Linked DNA regions of Nothobranchius furzeri: region 2 is linked to region 1. The links are chromatin contacts, called in public Micro-C maps. All regions are on one chromosome and are shown on one strand. Each heading gives the region's core, a stretch centred on a gene start, on an enhancer-like site or on the middle of the called end of the contact. The rest is flanking DNA. Distances are from core to core; before and after follow the strand shown. Region 1 holds the start of dzip1 (DAZ interacting zinc finger protein 1). Region 2 holds the start of atp5f1b (ATP synthase F1 subunit beta).

Region 1 (4,905 bases), core at 1,643-4,142:
AGGTATGAATTAAATCATCCTTTTATGTCTACGACTCATTGCCATTTGGATGTCAACCTAATTTTAATGATAATTGATAACAAACACTAAAAAACTCTTGATTAATCATTATAAGTTTAACTAAAACTGATTAACTGTTGAATTCGACCCAATTCATTACAGCTAATCAACTTTTAAGAAGGATAAAATAGAAATAGGTAAAATTTTATGTGGAAATAGTTGAAAGTCATTCATAACACGTAGTATATAAGTAAAATTTGAGTTATAGCCAGGGGTGGACTGGGACCAAAATTCGGCCCTGGCATTTTTATGAATCATCGGCCCTCAGTTGGCCCTCCCCATTGGGAGAGCGGTGGGGATGGGGGGAGTTGCCGCCCGCGGACTCGTCTCTAGGCCAAATGTGAGATCTAATATGGACTGGGACTGTTAAATTACAAGCAGGGCCAGACCGCTGCGACCGGGAGCCCTGGCCTTCCAGATCAGCTCATTCTCCACGGGCGGAGATCAACAGGACATTAGCTACATGCTAACACTGTAAAACAACTCCTACGTCATCGCCCTACAACGTTTTTCTTACTAAAAACACCTGGAAAAACTCTGTTAGCTTCAAATTACCATGTAGCTAATGTTCTGCAGATCACCAACCGTGGAGTAGTGTCGGCCCACGCTGGGCAAGCAGCCCACTTGGCTAAGCGGCCCACCGGCACATTGCCAGAATGCCAGATAGGCCAGTCCACCCCTGGTTATAGCACATCTTAATATTTAAAAAATACAAAAAAAATCATCAAACATATGTAGCATTTGCTTAGGAGACTCAAAGATGCTTACATGCACTTTTACATTCACACACTGCTAGTGATAGTAAGCCACTTTGTAGCCACAGCCACCCTGGGGCGGTCTGACAGAGGCGAGGCTTGCATTTGGCACCGTTGACCCCTCTGACCACCACCAACACAGGCAAGATGGGTGAAGTGTCTTGCCCAAGGACACAACAGCAGAATACCCCTGGTAGGAGCTGGAATTGAACCAATGACCCCCCGATCATGAGGTAACCCACTCTACCACGAGCTACTGCTGCCCCAAGTTGCTTCTTGGATATAAAAAGACATGAAAACACAAAACATCTAACAAAAGCAGATTTAAAGACATTCTATGCAACTTTTTCATGTTTTTAAATCATTTTCTTGAGCCAGTATGTGCTCAAATAAAACTTTACAGGGTGAATGGAATGTCATTCAGACCCTTCCGCCCTCTGTGGCCAGAATGCGGCAACTTCGTTGGGGTGAGCCGCCACCAGTTGGACTTGGAACTGACACACCTGGCACTGTAGTTTTGGTGTCGCTGATTTGATGAACATTCCTGTAGACACCAATGAAGGCTGAGGAGTTGTTTCAGCAGTTAGATTAGGTGTTAAAAAGACGAACGCACAGCGAGGAGATCGGTTTCATTTTCGGTTTGACCACAGACAATTAATACAAATACTAGGGTGTGCTAAAAACAAGCAAAATTACCAAATGTGCTTTTAAAAAGAAAGTTTATAGCTTGTGCTTAAATTAATCTTATTTCTGTGTGGGTGGGTGTGTCCCTTAAGTGGCCATCACAGCCAATCATCTGTCTCCTATGTCCTCTGGCCTCACACCAACTAACTTCATGCCCTCTATCACCTCTCCTTTTATTTCTTCCTCTTAGCCTCTTGCCTGGTGGCTCTAACCTCAGCATCCTTCTACCTGTAATCGTTGTCCCACATGTCAAAACCATGAGCCTGGACTCTGACTTTATAATCTGAACATCAAACATGAGCTGTCCTTCTGATGGACTCGTTCCTGATCCCAATGAGTCCCAAGGAGAACCTCCAGTTCTGCTTCTTGTCTTGTCCTCGTGGACGCTGTCTCTAAACCAGACAACATCAATGGTCGTCTACAACTTTCCTTTCGTTTTTGCTGAAACCTTTAAATCACACCTGACATTTTCTTTGCCGATTCCAATCTGCTTTGCACACTTTTTCACCTCTTCTCCTCTCCCTTGAAGGCATCTACTGAGTCTGATGACCTCAGTGTGTGTTATTATAGAGTCCAGAAGCCACAGAAGAAAAGGCTCTGTCACCTTTAGTTGTGAAGAACCACATACAGGCCTTGGTCAGAGGGCCTGAGGGACCAGAAGGAGGTGTTACGATGCAACAAGCTGATGTACTCTGGAGTTTGTCCATGTAGGGCAGAAAGGGTATGTAAGTCAGAACCAAGATTTTGAAATGCACACGATAATACAGGGTGGACCAAAACCACCATAATGCCATAACATCTCTTCTAACACACACACACATTTTCTTTTTATGATGACCTCACTTTGTCGTGTCCTGTTGTCCCTCAAATCCCCCCTTTCTCTCTTTCCCTGTTTGCCCTGTTGTCTCTTTTCTCCCTGCCTGTCCACTCTGGTGCATTCGAATGCAGTCTAACACGCCACAAACATAATAAAGGCTACCACGCAATAGGATGAAAATCCCACATCCTTATTGCTGTAGAGTAAAACTGCTCTGGCGACCATTCTGCATGGCTCAACTGCCAGGACTGGTTAAAAAAAGCATATATTCTTAAAATGCTGGCTTGAAAGCTGTGAGCAATATGAACTCCTTTGTCAAATGCTACAACTCTAAATTACGTCAGACATTTTTTAATTAGCAGAAACGTTATTTTGGCAGGAAAAGGCCATCATAAGTGATTTTCCATCGTCCAACTTTTTTCAGAATCACCTGTGGTACATTTCCACTTATGCTTGGAATTTGTGTTCCTTAACCTAACTTCTAAAAAAAACATTAGTTTGTGTTTTCGTCCACGAAGTAGGCACCCTTGTTTTCTGAATCCCCTTATTTCAAAAGAAAATCCTGCTTCTCCCTTCCCCCATCTTTTTTCAACACGACATATATTCCAATTTTACCGGAAACACTGATTTTATTTCAAAGTAAAAGAATATCGTTGCTTGTCCCAAAATATGAACGCACGTTAGTTAATTCCGGTTTGGACAAAAGTTAAATGTTCTTAATTGTTTGAAAATGTATATTAAATAATTAAATTGGATTAAAATGTGAAAAAGTCTGGTTTAAGCTTTTCCATTGTCTTACTTTGAAAGTGTTAACCGGAACTTGTGTAGTTGTTGTCCCAACTTGGTGCTCTTTTCTTCTCTGGAGCAGAGATTTAGGAATGTGGAGCCCAGCAGCTACGTCACCCACAAACCGCCTGGGGTATCGTGGATAGAAAACTTTTAAAACGACCGGACTTTTACTAATACGACTGATTTTGTAAGTTTATTTTTGTGATTTCGGGTTCGTTCTAGTCGTATTAACTACTTTTCAACGTCGTTAGTGACGTTTTTTACTGTTTGAACTGTTCTGTTTAAAGTGCCTTTTGATGTCCGTTAGCTCGGCAGACATGAAGGGATTATAAACCTGTCTTTAGGGTTGTTGTGTTTTATGGGGTGTTTTTTTGGGTTCACGCGCAGCTCTTTGAGTCACATCTGCTGCGGCTAAGACGAGTTGAAGCTTGTTTGTTATAGTTTAAATCTAAAACAGGCATAAAAACCTGAAAATACTCGTAGAAACCCCGAAATTAGCGGCTGTTAGCTACTGCGTTCGCCAAACAAGCTCACGCGCTGTTAGGTCTTTAAAGTTGTCTTTAAATTATATTTTTATCTTGATTTATGTGAGGTATTAGTAGATAAATCGGGCTGTTTTAGAGCTAATCCCTGCTCTGACGTTTGCTAGGTGTCTGCGGTGTTTTGATAACATTCGTCTCCGCTGGGACGCTGGTCTCCGTCTCCTTGGTAACCCGCTGGACGCCCTGCCTCTGAGGGGGCGGAACCGGAGCGAAGCCGGTGGAGGATGGTAAGCAGAGCGGAGCTGGATGGAGCCCGGAGCCGTAGCAGCATGGTGTCTGTAGGACAGAATGCCACTTGATGCTCTTCCTTCTGGTTTTTGTTGCAGCCGTTTCACAATGGAGCCTACTACCCCTACAGCAGCCTCACCCAGGGGACTCACTCCTCAGACGGGATCCCCTCGGTCCTGAACTCCCCGACCAGCCACGCCGCATCAGCACCAAGCATGACTCCGTCCAGCGGAGCCTCCACTTTCCTCCCTTTCAAGTTCCGGCCTCGACGGGAGAGCGTGGACTGGCGGCGCATCAACGCCGTGGACATTGAACTGGTGATGAGCCAGCTGGATGTGGACGCCCTCCAGGAGCACATCAGCACCGTGACTTTCTGTAGCTTGGATGGGGAGCGGTGCCAGCGGTGCCAGAGCCCCGTGGACCCGGCTCTAGTTAAGCTCCTGCAGCTGTCTCAGCTGATGGTGGAGTGGCTCCTGCACTGCCAGGACCTCCTCAGCTTGAACCTGCGAGCGGCAGAAGAGCGGCTGGTGGCGGCCAGCCTGGAGCGGGAACAGCTGCAGGCTCAGAGCAGGAAGCAGGAGGAGAAGATGAAGGAGCTGACGGCTGAGCTGAAGCACAGAAGGAAGGTGATCCGCACCCAGCAGTCGCTGTTCGCACCGCGGATCAGCAGCAGTCACAAGGTTCTCTTTCTTTAACATACCACCATTCCACCCTCCTCTGGGCCTCACTCCATCATTGTCTCTGAAATGTATGCATCGCTCCCAACGTCAATGAAAAGAGCTTTAATTTCTTTGTTAGAAAAGCAGCAGGTTTAGTTTCTGTCAGATGGAGAAAATCTGAAGAAGAGGACAAAAGCCTGCCCGCTCCTCCTGCGTCTGTCCCTTTAAAGACATTTAAATCTGTCCTTTTGGGTCTCACGCTCAGTTTGAACCAGGAATCTTGTGATGTTTGAGTGTGACCTGAGCATGTGGTTGCCAAGGCGACAGCTATAGTGTTTCATGACAGAGTGTGGTTGTTAGGTGTGAGACAC
Region 2 (4,905 bases), core at 823-3,322, 250 kb before region 1:
CAAATTTAAGCTATTTTGTTTAATTAAATTTAAGCTATAATTTCCAGCTATTGCCTGGAACCGGTGCTAACCACGTCTTGAACGTTGGATTAGCCATCCAGTTACCATTAATGTTGCACTTCCCCATGGCGCAAGCTCCCACTAGCGTGCTCATCTAAAAATAGCCCCCTTTCACAACCAACCGAATGTGTACGGTTCCGCTTCCGCCAACATCGTACACAAAAAATGCTGAACTAACTAGAAATTCACGAAAATTTTATAGAAATAAAAGAATCTTGTTTATTGGGTCTTTGGTAATTTAAGACGTTTGGAAACTGTTCACGGATTATTTGTCATTTTTAAGGCCTTAAATTTGGAAAAGCAAATTTAAGACTTTTTAAGAATTTTTAAGGACCCGCAGATACCCTGCTGGTGACTGAATTCCATAACAATGAACAAATTTTATCGATCAATGCTCTGATTGGTCAAGTGTGTGTGGAGACAGTTTGAAAGGCAAACAAAGTCGTCAGGATCCATCACTCCAATAACAGCAGCACAAACCAGTGATTAGAGACACCAAGACTCCATGGCACTGGCAAAAACATCTAACGTATGAAAACCATCTAGACTTCACTGTCACATAGCTCATGGTGGTAATGGTGCATACCAATCTTTCCTCCCTTGGCGTAGGGGGCCAGCAGGTCCACCACCTTAATACCGGTCACCAGGATCTCCTGCTCCACACTCATGTCAGTGAATTCAGGAGCCTCAGCATGGATGGGTGCAGTCCTGGAACAAGATATATTCACATTTCAAAGTGCAGTCAGAGCATTTTAGTTGAGAATTAGCTGGTCCCATAAAAATGAACTCACTGTTTGGTGGTAATGGGACCCCTCTCGTCGATGGGCTCACCGATCACATTCATAATCCTGCCCAGGGTCTCGGGACCCACTGGGATTCTGATGGGGGCCCCGGTGTCCAGAACCTTCTGTCCACGCACCAGCCCCTCGGTACCATCCATAGCGATGGTCCTCACTGTGTTCTCCCCTGTAAACACAAGAGCCTCAGCAAACACGGTGGCTTCTTCTAGGGTCGTCAAAGGGTGGAAGGACACCATCAGAGACAAGCTCACCCAGGTGCTGAGCCACCTCCAGGACTAGCCTGCTGTCGCGGCCGGTGACTTCCAGGGCGTTGAGGATGGGAGGGAGACCCTCGTCGAACTGGACGTCGACGACGGCGCCGATGACGGCCACGATGCGCCCGTTGGCGACGCTAGCAGCGGTGGCGGCGGCTTGAGCGGCATAGTCCCTGCCTGCGGAGGGATACACACAGCGTCCGGTTAGAACAGCGCAATGAATGAAACAGCGCAGGTTCCTTTCCAGCTAACTGCGCCAACACCTTTTGAATGTCAAAACGACCTGTTTTATAACGAGACGTGGGAAAATATTGGGTTAAGTTCATGCGTACCTCCAACTAAAGGATGAATGAGGCGCACTAGTTTAGCTAACTAGGTTTCCCTGACATAATCTAGTTAGCAGTTCCCCATTTAACATGTTTATTTCTTTATTTAAAACATAAAAAAATGTGGTTAAACTTTGCAGATGACCAGTCACCTTGCTAATCTGCATTTCGTAATGCTAGCAAACTTAGCTCCCTGACAGCGTCTCATGTCATTACACAAAGGTCATTCTCCAGAACACATGAGGTAGAACCGTCTGCTCATTTTCCTGATCATGACGCATTTAAAAGTTGCATACACACCCATACGTGCCTTTTTAATCCTTTTAAAATAGCTAAAAGTAAACTGTAATTGAATATTTTAACATCGAGGCCTGGTATTCCGCCGGTTAGCCAGCGTGTCGCTAACAGCTAACTTTAGCATTGCCCTGCCCTCTCAATCCACGTCTGTCTTTTAACGGTTTCGCTCTAAAACCAACACGCATGCGAGGCTTACGTGAAAGAACGGCTGGAGATCCGACCAGGGCCTTCAGAGGCTGGACCCCAGGCTTGAGAGCCTGCAGAGCCCCGGTGCAGCAGCGTCCCACAGCTCCTAACATGGTTAAAATGGCTGAAGGTGGAAAGAGACGGAGCAACTTGGAGCTTTATAATCAATGACCGCTATTGCCAACTGCGCATGCGTACATCGTGAAGGGGATGAACTGAGCATGCGTAGAAGCTAGGCGCAGCCAGCTGACATTCTGACCTCCATTGAAATGGACAGCAAATGTGACTGTGCTGCTGCTGAATGACAGTTAGGATTAAAGCCTTGAAGAACAAAGAGACTTTATTTATTTACTGTTAAGAATCTAATGTGTCTTTAGAAGAGTTGCAGAGAGTAAAACTGTCCTAATTTAGTAGACATGATCCACACTGACATTTTTAAAATGTAATCGATGGAGTTTGGGTTTTTAAGTCTACAAAGGTTTGTTTTGCACTAAAGTCAGAAACTCGCTGGGCTGTAATTACGATCGAGCTTTGCAAGAAAGTGTATTTGAAACCTTTTGGTTGAGAGTCCTTGCATACATTGCAGACTTGTTGTCAACTTGGTTACATTTTGAACGTGTCTCAGTCTTTTAGACACCGAGCACCCTTCTTAATTGGGTTTATCAGTCAGAAAGTCCAAGACATGTGAGACAACTTTGGGGAAAATTGGAAATAAAACACAACTAAAAATTGCCAACAAGATGAAAATGATGGATGTGTGAATGATGGATAGAAGATGGATGGTTGGCTGGATGGATGAAAAGTGGATAAAAGGATGGATGGATGGATGAACGGACAGACTGAGGGATGGGTAGATAAATAGATGGATGGACTGATGGACAGAGGGACAGATGGGTAGATGGACGGAAGGACGAATGAACGGACGAACAGAAAGATGGATGGGTGGGTAGGTAGGTAAGCAGACAGACAGACAGACAGACAGACAGACAGACAGACAGACAGACAGACAGACAGACAGACAGACAGACAGACAGACAGATAGATAGATAGATAGATAGATAGATAGATAGATAGATAGATAGATAGATAGATAGATAGATAGATAGATAGATAGATAGATGGATAGATGGATGGATGGATGGATGGATGGATGGATGAAGGATGGATGGATGAATGAATAGATGAAGGATGGATGGATGGATGAATGAAGGATGGATGGATGGACAGAAATGGATGGATGATAGTAGTCTTTGGTGACTTGGTTCAACATAACAGACACTCAATACAAACGACGCACACAACAATCACTTATATGAAAGAATTTGTTTATTTTATTTAACCTTTATTTATCCAGATGAGTCGATTGAGAACTCATTCTCATTTACAATGACGACCTGGCCAAGAGGCAGCAGCAGACACAGTTGGCTGTACACCAAAGAAACAGGTAAGATAAAAACATACAACATCAAAAAAGATTAAACTATTAGGCATAAAGACAACGGACTGTTCTCATTTACAATAAATATGATGAATAATATATAAATGTATATATTATAAAGCATTGCAACATTAAAACTAGTAAAAATAACAAAAAGAAATAAAAGTTCAAATGAAGGTTGTTTACTGGAGATGGACGAGCTTAAATGTGATCATTAATGGCACAAGTGTTTGATTTATGTCATTGTGTCAAAGAATTGCACAATTATCACACTTACACTCTACGAGACCTCAGGAACGGTCATTTATTGCCATCAGCAGCATCAGATTGGTGAAATTTAGATTGAAAAGAAGGAAATCTCCAACAGCGGGTTAGGATAAATGATGTACCTATACTGAAAATGGCTACGCAAAGCGCCACCACCATTTTCACCGTAAGCAGGTTTTCACAAACATTGATGCTCTGCAGGTGCAATGGTGGTGGTGGAGGTAAGGTGGTGTTCTTGTCCCCCTTTGGACCCCCCACCCCCCAGCACCACCAGGTCCTACCTGAGCATTGTTCCTGACCATGTCCATCCCTTCATGACCACCCATCTTCTCATGCTACTTCCAGCAGGACCAAGCATCATGTCACAAAGCTCAGATCATCACTAATTGGTCTCTAGAACATGACCATGAGTTCTCTGGACTCCAACAACCTCCACATTCACCAGATCTCAGTCCATCCCAGAACCTTGATGGATCTATGGCAGGAGCAATTAACACTGTTCTGAAGGAAAAAGGGGGTCCAGCCCAGCACCAGTGAGGTGTATCTTACAGAGTGAAGCATTCAAGTCCCCAGTATTTACACAAGATGGCGGTGTTGCACCACAAAGGGAATCTGATCTCAGACATGCAGAACTCTGATGGTTAACCTCCTAATGTAGATACCATACCTTGTGTATTGCACGTGAACATTGACCAAAGTGCTTCACAGCAGAACAACGATGCTCCATAGTTAGAGGACAGGACATTAGGTTAAAAGAATCACAGCAAAGAAAAACATCCACTTCATTCCCCAAATTCCACCTATTTAACTGCCATGCTGGGGCGATGGTGGCACAGGAGTTACTGTAAGTGCTCGCCCCGTAATCGGAAGGTTGCAGGTTCGAGCCCCGCTCAGTCTGTCGCTGTCGTTGTGTCTTTGGGCAAGACACTTAACCCACGTTGCCTGCTGGTGGTGGTCGGAGGGACCGGTGGCGCCTGGGCTCGGCAGCCTCGCCTCTGTCAGTGCGCCCCAGGGCAGCTGTGGCTACATCGTAGCTCAACCCCACCAGTGTGTGAATGTGTGTGTGAATGGGTGAATGACTGATTGTGTTGTAAAGCACCTTGGGGGGTTCCATGACTCTAGAATGCGCTATATCAAATTTACCATGTTTGTCTGAACTTTAAGCCAACCTCCAAAACACTTTACAGTTAAATTTAAACCAATTGTTTTGAACATTACCGTCTCTAATTTTGCACCGCTGGGCAACATTCACCATGACAGATAAACATCCATCCATC

The links. Hi-C and Micro-C count contacts between places; a contact is called where the count stands out from the background.
Region 2: a contact with region 1 is called in a Micro-C map of tail fin, with 11 times the contacts expected there. The contact joins the promoter of atp5f1b here to the promoter of dzip1 in region 1. A contact is called at or near these places in 2 of 2 Hi-C or Micro-C datasets (skeletal muscle and tail fin).

Annotation. Positions count from the first base shown.
Region 1 is chr14:57,299,052-57,303,956 of NfurGRZ-RIMD1, reverse strand. dzip1 (DAZ interacting zinc finger protein 1) reads left to right here and starts at 2,892. Exons shown (of 18, transcript XM_015952433.3): 1 at 2,892-3,292; 2 at 3,755-3,874; 3 at 3,974-4,555. The coding sequence starts at 3,872.
Region 2 is chr14:57,546,724-57,551,628 of NfurGRZ-RIMD1, reverse strand. atp5f1b (ATP synthase F1 subunit beta) reads right to left here and starts at 2,072. Exons shown (of 10, transcript XM_015952426.3): 1 at 1,934-2,072; 2 at 1,112-1,291; 3 at 852-1,026; 4 at 647-768. The coding sequence starts at 2,036.